2 separate regions of the Zea mays genome follow, and region 2 is linked to region 1. The links are chromatin contacts, called in public Hi-C maps. All regions are on one chromosome and are shown on one strand. The core of a region is the stretch at or near the end of the contact, and the rest is flanking DNA. Distances in the headings are between cores, read along the strand shown.

What was found. Hi-C and Micro-C count contacts between places; a contact is called where the count stands out from the background.
Region 2: a contact with region 1 is called in a Hi-C map of leaf, with 4 times the contacts expected there. The contact joins the promoter of LOC103652531 here to the promoter of LOC100285402 in region 1. A contact is called at or near these places in 4 of 25 Hi-C or Micro-C datasets (ear, leaf and tassel).

The regions. Positions count from the first base shown.
Region 1 is chr3:210,911,470-210,916,423 of Zm-B73-REFERENCE-NAM-5.0, forward strand. It overlaps LOC100285402, which reads right to left and starts at 2,617. Exons shown (of 3, transcript NM_001413487.1): 1 at 2,483-2,617; 2 at 1-1,902. The coding sequence starts at 1,879.
Region 2 is chr3:211,279,794-211,284,747 of Zm-B73-REFERENCE-NAM-5.0, forward strand. LOC103652531 (ABC transporter B family member 9) reads right to left here and starts at 2,175. Exons shown (of 12, transcript XM_020550506.3): 1 at 1,721-2,175; 2 at 407-461. The coding sequence starts at 1,996.

The sequences.
Region 1 (4,954 bases), core at 1,367-3,866:
GTGAAAGTACAGGATACTTGGCGGCAAAGGACTTCCACCATCCCAGAATGTCAAAATTATCCTGATTTCCTTCTTTTTGACGAAAAACTGCTTCCTCGAGATACATCTCCAAGTCAGACTTCAAGGATTGCCCTGATGAGGTCTCTTGTATATACTGATCAAGTCCCCGTCGAGCATCAGATAATGTGATACGCGAAAAGGTCTTAGAATCATCCCCATTGCTGTACACAGAGCCCATGCAAGAATTACTGTTTCTAGAGTAACAGAGAACAGATGGATTCTTCCATGAGTCTGATGACTGATGTTTATAATCATTATACAGATTGTGAAAGGTATTCTGGATGACATCTATCATTGTCTTTGCTGTAAATTGCTCATCAGAATAAATGAGCCGAAAAAAGTATTCGAGGGACTTCATCTTGTAACGGGGATCAAGAATAGATGCAAATGCCATTACAGGCCTAGTGAGATCCCAGTAACCTTCAAACTTAGAAAGCATCTGGCCAGCAACTTTGGCAACAACAGTAGATGGACTCTTGCACCAGGTTTTCAAAAGCACGTGGATCTCACACATCTCATTGAAATAGAGGTTTGCAGTTGGGTTTTCTACAGGAAACTTCTCCATAGCATGATAGACTACGTCCAGTATTTCAGTGAGGGCTTTCACATCAGCCCAGTCATTAGCAGACAGAAAAACATCATAATGACCTTCCTGTTCTGTCAGGCGCACAAACACATCTTGATAGTAGCATGCAGAGTCAAACATTAAGTACGTAGACGGCCAGTTATCAGGAGAATCAATAACTAGCAGCTTTTGATCCATACGCAATACCTTTGCAATATCCTGAAACTTTTGGAACCTTTCAAACTTGACATAGTTAATCATCTTGCGAACTCTATCAGTTATATCAGATGCCCGTTCCCAGCTTTCTTGGACAGTGAGATTTAGAATATGTGCACAAGAGCGTACTTGGAACAAATCCCCATTCAATAGAAGCCTCCGAGCCTGGAAAACTCTGTGAAGCTCTCTAGCAACAATTTCACCGCTGCTGCAGTTGTCTAGCACAACAGCAGCTAGCTTTCTGTCAATACCCCAACTATGCAACTTCTCTACAATGATATTAACCATCTGATCAAGTGTAAAAGGTGCCTCCATATGCACAAAGTTGAGAATTTTTTTCCTGACTTTCCACTCATCATTGGCATGATCAATGTAGTGGCAAGTCAAGCACATGTATTCCATCTGTGTATTTGACCGCCACATGTCAACTGATATGCTAACCCTGCAGGGGATCTTAAAGAGAACATCATGTAGCTTAAGTTTCTCACCTTCATATATTTCCATGCTATCAGCCCTCACTGTTTCATACGACACCATCCTAAACTGAGGCTGGAGGTTCTTAACAAACTTTTGGAAGCCCACATCATCCACAATCGAAAACCGGTAGCCATGCTGGACAATCATGTGCACAAGGTCTCGGCGGCTGAGTTCTTGATCAAAGTGTGTGCCCTCATTATCATTGTCCTCACCTGAGGCGTGACCCTCACCCGAGCGCCCATCGATGGAGGATTTGTTGTGGAGAATACGGCGCACAACAAGCTTCCGGCGCTTACCAGCACGCCGTGTGGAGGTGGTGGTGCAGATTGCGAGATGGTTGCGGAGGTGCGTTGTGCCTGACCGGCTAGTTGCCGTGAGCTGCTTCTTGCAGTGGTTACAGACAGCCACACAGTTACCATCGGCACGACGCTCCTTCGTGAAGTCCTGCCAAACTGCAGACCGCAGCTTGCGTGCCCGTGGGTTGTGAACCACAGGCGCAGGCACCACTGCATTGCTCACTGAGCCAGCAACGACCACTTCCATTGCTGTTGGCTCCAGCATGTTACCACGTACACTATCACCCACTGCAGTACATACAGAGATGCACATCATACATAACAGTACCAAAGGAAAAGCTCTCAGTTTCGTCTCTTTTTACCAGAAACGAAAGGGTAGCAGCAATCAAATACAGATTGCATATATCAAGTAACTTTCGTCACAAACTGGAAAGCAATCCGCCTTTCACCCATAACCAGACAAAAAGCTTGTCTAGCTCTCTCCAAACTCAGATTGCAAAGCGCTAATATGCTGAGCAAGCACATTGCACGAGCACTACCTAATGCCTCTGACCTCAGAGAGACACCATCCCCTTGCACATACCACCCGAAGTAGCAAATCCCCTTGCACATGACAAGCAGATCCCCAATCCCTCGTAACTACGGCACAATCAGCCGGAGGCCGGAGCGAGCAAGTGACCTGACATCCCCCGCCAAATCGAAACCCAGCGGGGTCCAGTCCCCACGCTCGAACAGTTAAACCCTAGGAAATCGTGCGTGAGATAGCTCGCAGAATGCGCCTTTTAGCTAGGGTTTATAACCCGGGTAAGCGGATCCGTTAAGAAGGAACAAACAGAAGGCGAGGAGAGGTGAGCGATGTGAAACTAACCTCTGCGGCGGCGGCGACCGGCGGCGAGCTGTGGTGGATCTGGGTCGGGGATGGCGACCCGCAACCCGATCCGGCGGGGGGCTTAGCAGTTCGGAGCCGGGAGAGAGCCAGCGTGGGTTGCGACTTGCGACCCATTCGGGCGTGCGGGAGTCGTTAGTTTTGTTGCGGCGGGTTTCGGGTCCGCGCCTACGCTAATGGACGGCCGAGATGCGATCCAGGCGAAGGCGACTGGCCGACTGTGCGGTGCGGACGTGCGGTACTGTACTACTGGTACGGGTGGTTTGCGGTTGGGGCTTTGGGCGCTGCCGCTGCGGCGGGTGAGCTGTGTGGAAAACGGAACCAGCCCCGTTGAGCGGTTTGGGTTGGATCGGATTCAACTGCATGGGAATGGGATGGATTTGGTTAGACGACCGGCATGCATCGGATCAAACCAATACAAAGGAAAGGAAAAGGAACGCAGGAATAGGAAAATTTAAAAAATAGAGAATGATGTTTGGAACACAGGAATCCTAAACTTAGAAAACTAGCATAATATAGGTCGTATGGTAACACAATTTTTTTTTATTTTGTCTGTCCAGGCTTCTCTCGTGAGTCGTGACAGGAGGAGCCAACACGCTGCTTAGCCTTAGCATGCTGCCTTCACGGGAAAGGAAACGTCCGGTTTGAGACAATGGTTACATGGCCTTCGTTTTTGAGAAAATTTTCCATAGGAATGAATTTCTGTGAAGTGGATAAACTCAATCCATATACATTGAAGTGGAAAATGAATCAGATTCCCACCTCAAAAACTTTCAATACGTATAAAGTGTCAGGTTTGCAAACAAGCTTTCGCACAGTTTCAAAGAGTATATATATATATATAGTTTAGGTATTAGAAGCTCTAGGTTTTTTATAACTAGAGGGAGCTATGGTCATACTATTCGGTCTGACTGACCTGTGATGTGCGTGGCGGAGATCCGAACCTCTGGAGGCCCAGCTGGGCGAGCCCGAGTGCTAGCCCAATTCACCCCAGGGTCACACCAAATTGCCAACCACCCTCATTCCAAACCCTAGTCGTCGCCAGCCTTGGAGCTCTCGGACGCGGCGGTTCCTCCTCCACTCCCCCTCGACTCCTCCATCCCCGACGCGGCGGCTCCATCCCCGACGCGGCTTACCCTTGCCGCTCCAGTGAAGGAGGTTGATATGCCCCTGATGGAGACCCGACAGCGGCCCTCGACGTTGTCGCCGCCGAACCCATGCTGGCCAGGAAGCACTGCTGTGAGACGCTCGACGCCCGCCTTCTGCGTGCTCGAGGAGGAGGCCACGGACGCCACGTGAGGTAATGAAGGATGAGGGGTAGCGTTCATAGGAAGATGGGTCGGCCATGAGGAGATCCCAACCAGCTTCACCCACATGACTTGCGTCCGCCTCCCCTCGTGCACCTCGCCATTCTTCCCCTCCCACACCTTGAGAAGCACTACAGATCTCACCTGCTCGTTCTTCTGCCCCAGGAACCGCTGGATCTAGGGGTACTACAACAGTTTGGTGGTGGTGGAGGAGGGCGACGACCACGGTATGAGTTGCGTTGATTCTAATTGTTCCTTTGCTGGATCCAAATTATACACTATAAGTATGTATTGTGATGATTCTGTGTTGTCTTAAAGAATAAACATCATATGAGTTGTCCCCAAATGGTAACCAAACTCAGACTCATTTTTGGATTGTCTCTGATTACATCTTGCATCAGATGAGGGCGCTTTAAAAGTGTCCATCTGTTGAAATTTAAGAGTGATGTCAATACTCATATTCAAGCTTTATAAAGTTGTGGTTTATTTTGGCCAGATGTTCTCAGGTCTGATGTTTCAGTTTTGGTGTCAGAGTGATTTTACTCAGCACTTATATAATAGATTTCACAAATCAGTATAGTTGCAGCCAAGGATTTATTCATTTTCTTTTCCCCTCTTGACTGCGTCAGGGAAATTGGACTTAAGGGCTTCAGATAATTTTTAAGTGCACTGTACTTTTTTTCATCCAACTCAAGGCCTGCTCTTTGTGAATTATCAGGTCATTCGTGGGCATTGGTAATATCACCACACGCTCCTGGAGTCATGCTGTGATCCCACCCGCTGGCCCGACTTCTGAAGCGTCCCGATCCTTTGGGACTCAAATGTGATACAATTACTAGTCACAGGAGGCTAGTAACCACATTCCTTACTTCAAATACTACAGAGTTCAAATAAAAGTTATTACACTACCAGAGTACAAGCTCGAGAGAGCCAGAAATATAAAGCATAGTAGAAGATAAACTAGCCCATGCCACAGGCAGAGTTGGGTGCAGACACAACCCCCTCAATCAAGCATAGCAGAAAAGAAGTCTTCAGCTGCTGAAAAACATAAATAAATCTGGGTGAATACACTAGGTATTCCACAAGCCCATCCCGCTCCTGTAAAGAGAAAGGGACCTATATAATACATGCTTTATATGGTGGAGTT
Region 2 (4,954 bases), core at 925-3,424, 370 kb after region 1:
GGCTTATGCATGTAGAATCCTGTTTCAAGTTTTTCTAAGTCAGTTTGTTAACGAAGCAATGTCTTTATTGTACGTTTCTTCCTTCATGTGATACTGTCCATGGACATTCAAAACATGGTGGATCTGTCGTCCTAACCACTATATTGAACACAAGCTTTTTGTACAGAACTAAAGTCAAAGTTGAACTCTGCGCTATGTCAACTAGTGTTGGCGCAAGCTGGTATATGATGAGGCGAGCTTCTTTTTCTTAAGCTTATCTTATCTCACCATTAACCATTGTACGGAAGATTATTTTATACTAACGATGGCCAACCATCAGCGGCATCCATGCCAGTTTGTGGTGCAGATTGCAAGCGAATGTGAAGATTGAAAAAGTTAACAGAGTCTTCTTAGAGAGAGTACTTACGAAGAAAGGAAACAACCGCTGTTGCAATGCCTAGGTAGACGAAGTTCAGAACTGCCTGTGAAAAAAAAAACAAAGTGAAAATTGATCTCGTTAACAAGGAAATGAATTCTAGTTGAAGTATACTTCAAGCAACATGTAATTCATGGAGAAACGTGATGAAAGTTTGACCACATTTTTATGATTTTTGCTCAGGATCCGGATAGAAATCTGAGCAGAAAATATACTACTGCAACTGACAAACTTGATAGCGTGAATTGTGTCCCGTCTCAGAAGGCTTATCCTTGGACTGAGTTTCGGATCTTTGGTCAGGAAAAGATTCCAATTCTTTAGCAGTATGTGGTTAGTTATGCATCATATTAAAATGGCCACACATGGTCTCTTGTTAATATATTATGACAAGTTACAATAATGCAATCAACTGGTATAACCTACTACAAGTTACTGATTCGAGCATCGAGCTAATCTATTCCTGTTTCTAATTCACAAGGGTAGCTTTAAGAAAAGCGCATTGTAAAGCGACTACCATGTGAGAGAATGGGGGAAAAATCTACTTGCATGGACAAAAAAATCAAATGAGAAAAAAATATTCTGGCTAGTTGGTCCTTAAAAGTTGAGTTCAGTATTATTATCCAGCAGCGAAACAGTTCTATTTCCAGCCTTGTATTTTTTACAGTAAACTTGTGTCCCTGAATCCCCTGAAGACCCTGTTGTATTGTATTCCCTCAATACAAAAAAAGGATCAAGCTGCCAAACAAACCTTGCCAGGGCTTGCCGCCCTTTGATGGTTGCTCTTAAAAAAAATGAAACTAGACAAAAAAAATTGACGATAAGAAACTAGACAATTATTGGTACTGCATGACGGCATGAGTGCATGACTGAACTGAATCACTGATGATGACAACAAAAACGCCCCAAGAAGCAAGAAGGCGGAATGAAGGAATAGTGCAGGTGCAGTATTTGAATTTGAAACTGGGAAAATAAGGCGACAGTTGAATTGGAAGAGGAGTTTTCTTTTTTTGTTTTTTGAACGAAGAAGACGAACTGCGAAGAGAACGGGAGGACCAATGGCGCCAAAAGTCAAGATACGCCCTCCATAGTCCATACGTCGCTGTCCCTCCCCTGGGCAATGAAATGAACACACAAGCGGCGCAATTTCCATCTCGATCAGATCAGACTGCCCTGAGACGGAATCTGTCTGTCCTTGACCCAGCGAGGCAGCGACGTCCGTCTCCGGCCGCGGCGGGCGTACTTGTTATGGAGAATGGCACGCAGGCTAACTTGCTAGCTGGCGTCGCCGCAGGGCTGTTAACTCACCTGGTTAACGCGGTTGAGGACGTCGTCGATGGTGGCGTCGCCGAAGGCGTTGATGACCTGGCCGAAGATGACCGTCATGACGGGCTGCGAGACGCCGTTGGCCAGCGCCCCCACCGTGCCGAGGAGCATGAGCAGCACGTCCGTGCCGTCGGCGTACCGGAACAGCCCCGTGAACGGCACCTTCTTCCCGGCGTCGCCGCCGCCGTTCCCGCTCCCGCTCCCCACTTCCTTCTTGTCCACGCCATCCCTCCCTTTGGCGCCTCCCGCTGCGTCCATTGCTCGCGAGTTGCGACTTTGTGGGTGTGTACTGCGTACTACACGCCTGCCTCTGAGGGGGCGCCTGATTCTCTTGGCTCCGCCTACCAACGGTATTTATGGGGTTCGTTGGTCTTACAGGGGTGTGTGCCGTGTGCGGGGGCCGAAACCTGCGCATTAAGTTTAGTAGTCCGATGCACATAGATCCAGGGCCGGCTCTGGGTTTTTAGAGCACTAGGCCAATTTTAATGTTCAGACCCTTTTTTATCATCAATAATTAATTATAGTAGAATAGAAGGAAATAAGAATAGTAAAACAATGTTAAATCATGATGCCTCTCCCGCCTAGAGTCAGAGCCGACCTTGCATAGACCTTCAATGCAAATGATGCACATGTTAAATCATAGACGTTCGTTTTGAATCTAACGTTCTCTCGCACTACTCTTAATGTCTTGTATTTTTTTATAAAAAATATCATTCGCCACTTCGAGCCTAATGTGTATATAAGAGCATCTTCAACAGAAACTCTAAACAGAGTTGTATTTTAAAATATAGGACTCTAAGGCATGTTTGGCATAGCTCTACTCACTATAGAGTAGCTCCACTCAAAGACTCTATTTTGGGACAGCTTCAGGAAATTTGGTGGAGCAGGTAAATCATAGAGTTGGCGTTGTAAGCCTTTATAAAATATTTAGATAAGTTATTTTGTTTATTATTTAGATTAAAATATTTTTAAAATTATTTAATTAATATTATAAACTACACTCCACACTGGAGCTAGAACTTGGATCCATCCTAAACACCCCCTAAAACTCTAGGTTGAGCAGCTATGTTCCAAAGTTTAAATTATTTTCTCGTAACCGGTAGCAATGATGAATAAATAACTCCAAAGTCCACGTCTGGATTGCTTTTTTAGAGTTTTTTAGCACAAAAGAGATACTCCAAAAAACTTGTTCTATAGCTCTAAAAACTCTATGGAGTTTGCAACTCTAAAATTAGGATGTGTTATAGACTATTGTCAGCTCCACCTTAGAGCTTTGCTCCTCTCAGTTCCCAAATATAGTTACCCATGTCATGGAGCACTATTCTCGTTTTGTACATCATTTCTAACCTTTTAGTTCCTAAATAACATGATATGTTTTCTAATCACATGATATAGAACCAGTGGTTAAAATAGCGGGCTAAGGCATTTATCTTCGGCCTTTTTCAACAGCTAGAAAAGGATATATCCGGATATCGTTGTAGCTAAATGTTTTAGCGGTTTTCAGAATATATAGAACAATCGAGCAACATTACGTCTGTAATAAACTAATAACCAAAGCCAAAACTGTGAGATCCATGCTTAAATCCAATTGGCTCCTGTGTTCATGAATCGTGAACCTCGTCCAAAACTTAGCAATTCCGAGCGGTTGGTCAGACCATTACCATCACACGCATGTACTCACCATTGGAGGTTGTGGAGCACGTCGTAGCACGACAGCAGTTTACAGTGGAGCTCGCGCCACAGCCCAGCAATCAGTGGCGATGGCGGCTGGCGAGATCAGTGGCGCGGAGATGCCTCCCACGCCTGGCATTCTTGAGCTTTGCAGCCCGCGACGACGCCCACGACCTTGGCTTGGCGGCGGCGCACACCTATTTAGCCGCCTCGAGCTTTCCCCACTGAGAACGCCGCCGCTGCTCGAGAGTGGATCAGAGGATGAGTCTGGTCGGCTAGGGTTTTTAGTGCTTGGCGGCTGTTGTTTTTTGGGTCCAAATTCATTCGGCCGGATAGGCCCACATCTCTTGCTTGGTGGTTCCAAACCTGAATTTAGCGCGCTAAATAATACCTAGTTTAGTTGTTTTAGCCGGCTAATACCGGATATTAGCGTCTATATCTGTTTAGCGCTAAAATGTGAATATCTTATCCCCACCCTTCTCCAGCAGCTATATCCGGATATAGCGACGGTTATATCCAGCTATTTTAAACATTGTATAGAACTCAACTGTTGGAGTTGTAAATGTTTTTTTTTTGTGCTCAAAACACTTCAAATCAGGCCTGTTTTAATTTTTAGAACTAAATATATGACTTTTCGTTGGAGATACTCTGAAGTAGAGAGATACAAAATAACCTTAGATATAAAATAGATGACCATAATTTAATATATACATCATGGGCATCAAAGGCTTATATATGTTGATACGTTTTCTTACATGTTTGTTCGAGTTTGAGCTCCGAATTTAAGATTATGGTACCTCTAGGGAAACGAGAGAGCAAAAAGATTGAAGAGGCCTTGATACTCCATAAGGCCAACTTCAGCAACGTCGTGCATGTGGACGTATATAATATTATTTTGTACTGTAGATGTATAGTTTACAGAGTGAAGTTTGATATAAGAAGTAAGATAAAAGAGTGGAATAGGGAGACTGTTGGAGATAATCTAACCGTGTTTCGTAGCGCAAAGGTTCCGGCATGATTTCTTTCCTCTTTGACTAGCTATGCTATGCGTTATAACAAGCTTGGAAATTTAGGCCTACTCACATGAGACAGGACAACAGAATTTGACCTTCACGTCCGTGGAGTGCTCAGCGAGGCTGACATGGATGGCCCGCTTGCAGGTGTGTACGGTCAACGACAGTTATTAGCGCGTACAGAGCGGTACCCGAACAATGGGCACCTGTGCAGTGCACGTGGGATCCAGGCAGCCAGCAACTCGAGCCACGAGCTAATGACATGAGCAAGCCATTGCCCACTGGCTGGAGTAGCATCTAATTTAATAGTTAAGTACAGTAGTTAAAAAAATCGTGCTCTTGACGTCATCGCCGACGTTATCAGGTCAAAGTTAGCGAGGGTGTTACTGTTTTGGGGCTGGGCGCCCGCCCCCGTGCCTTGCTGGGTGCGAGCTGTCCGTGCGCGCGACGACTCAACAGAGTCAGACGCTGTGGGGGAGCGGCGCCGTACCCGACTACCAGTGCATGCACGTGGACATGATCACACATCAGG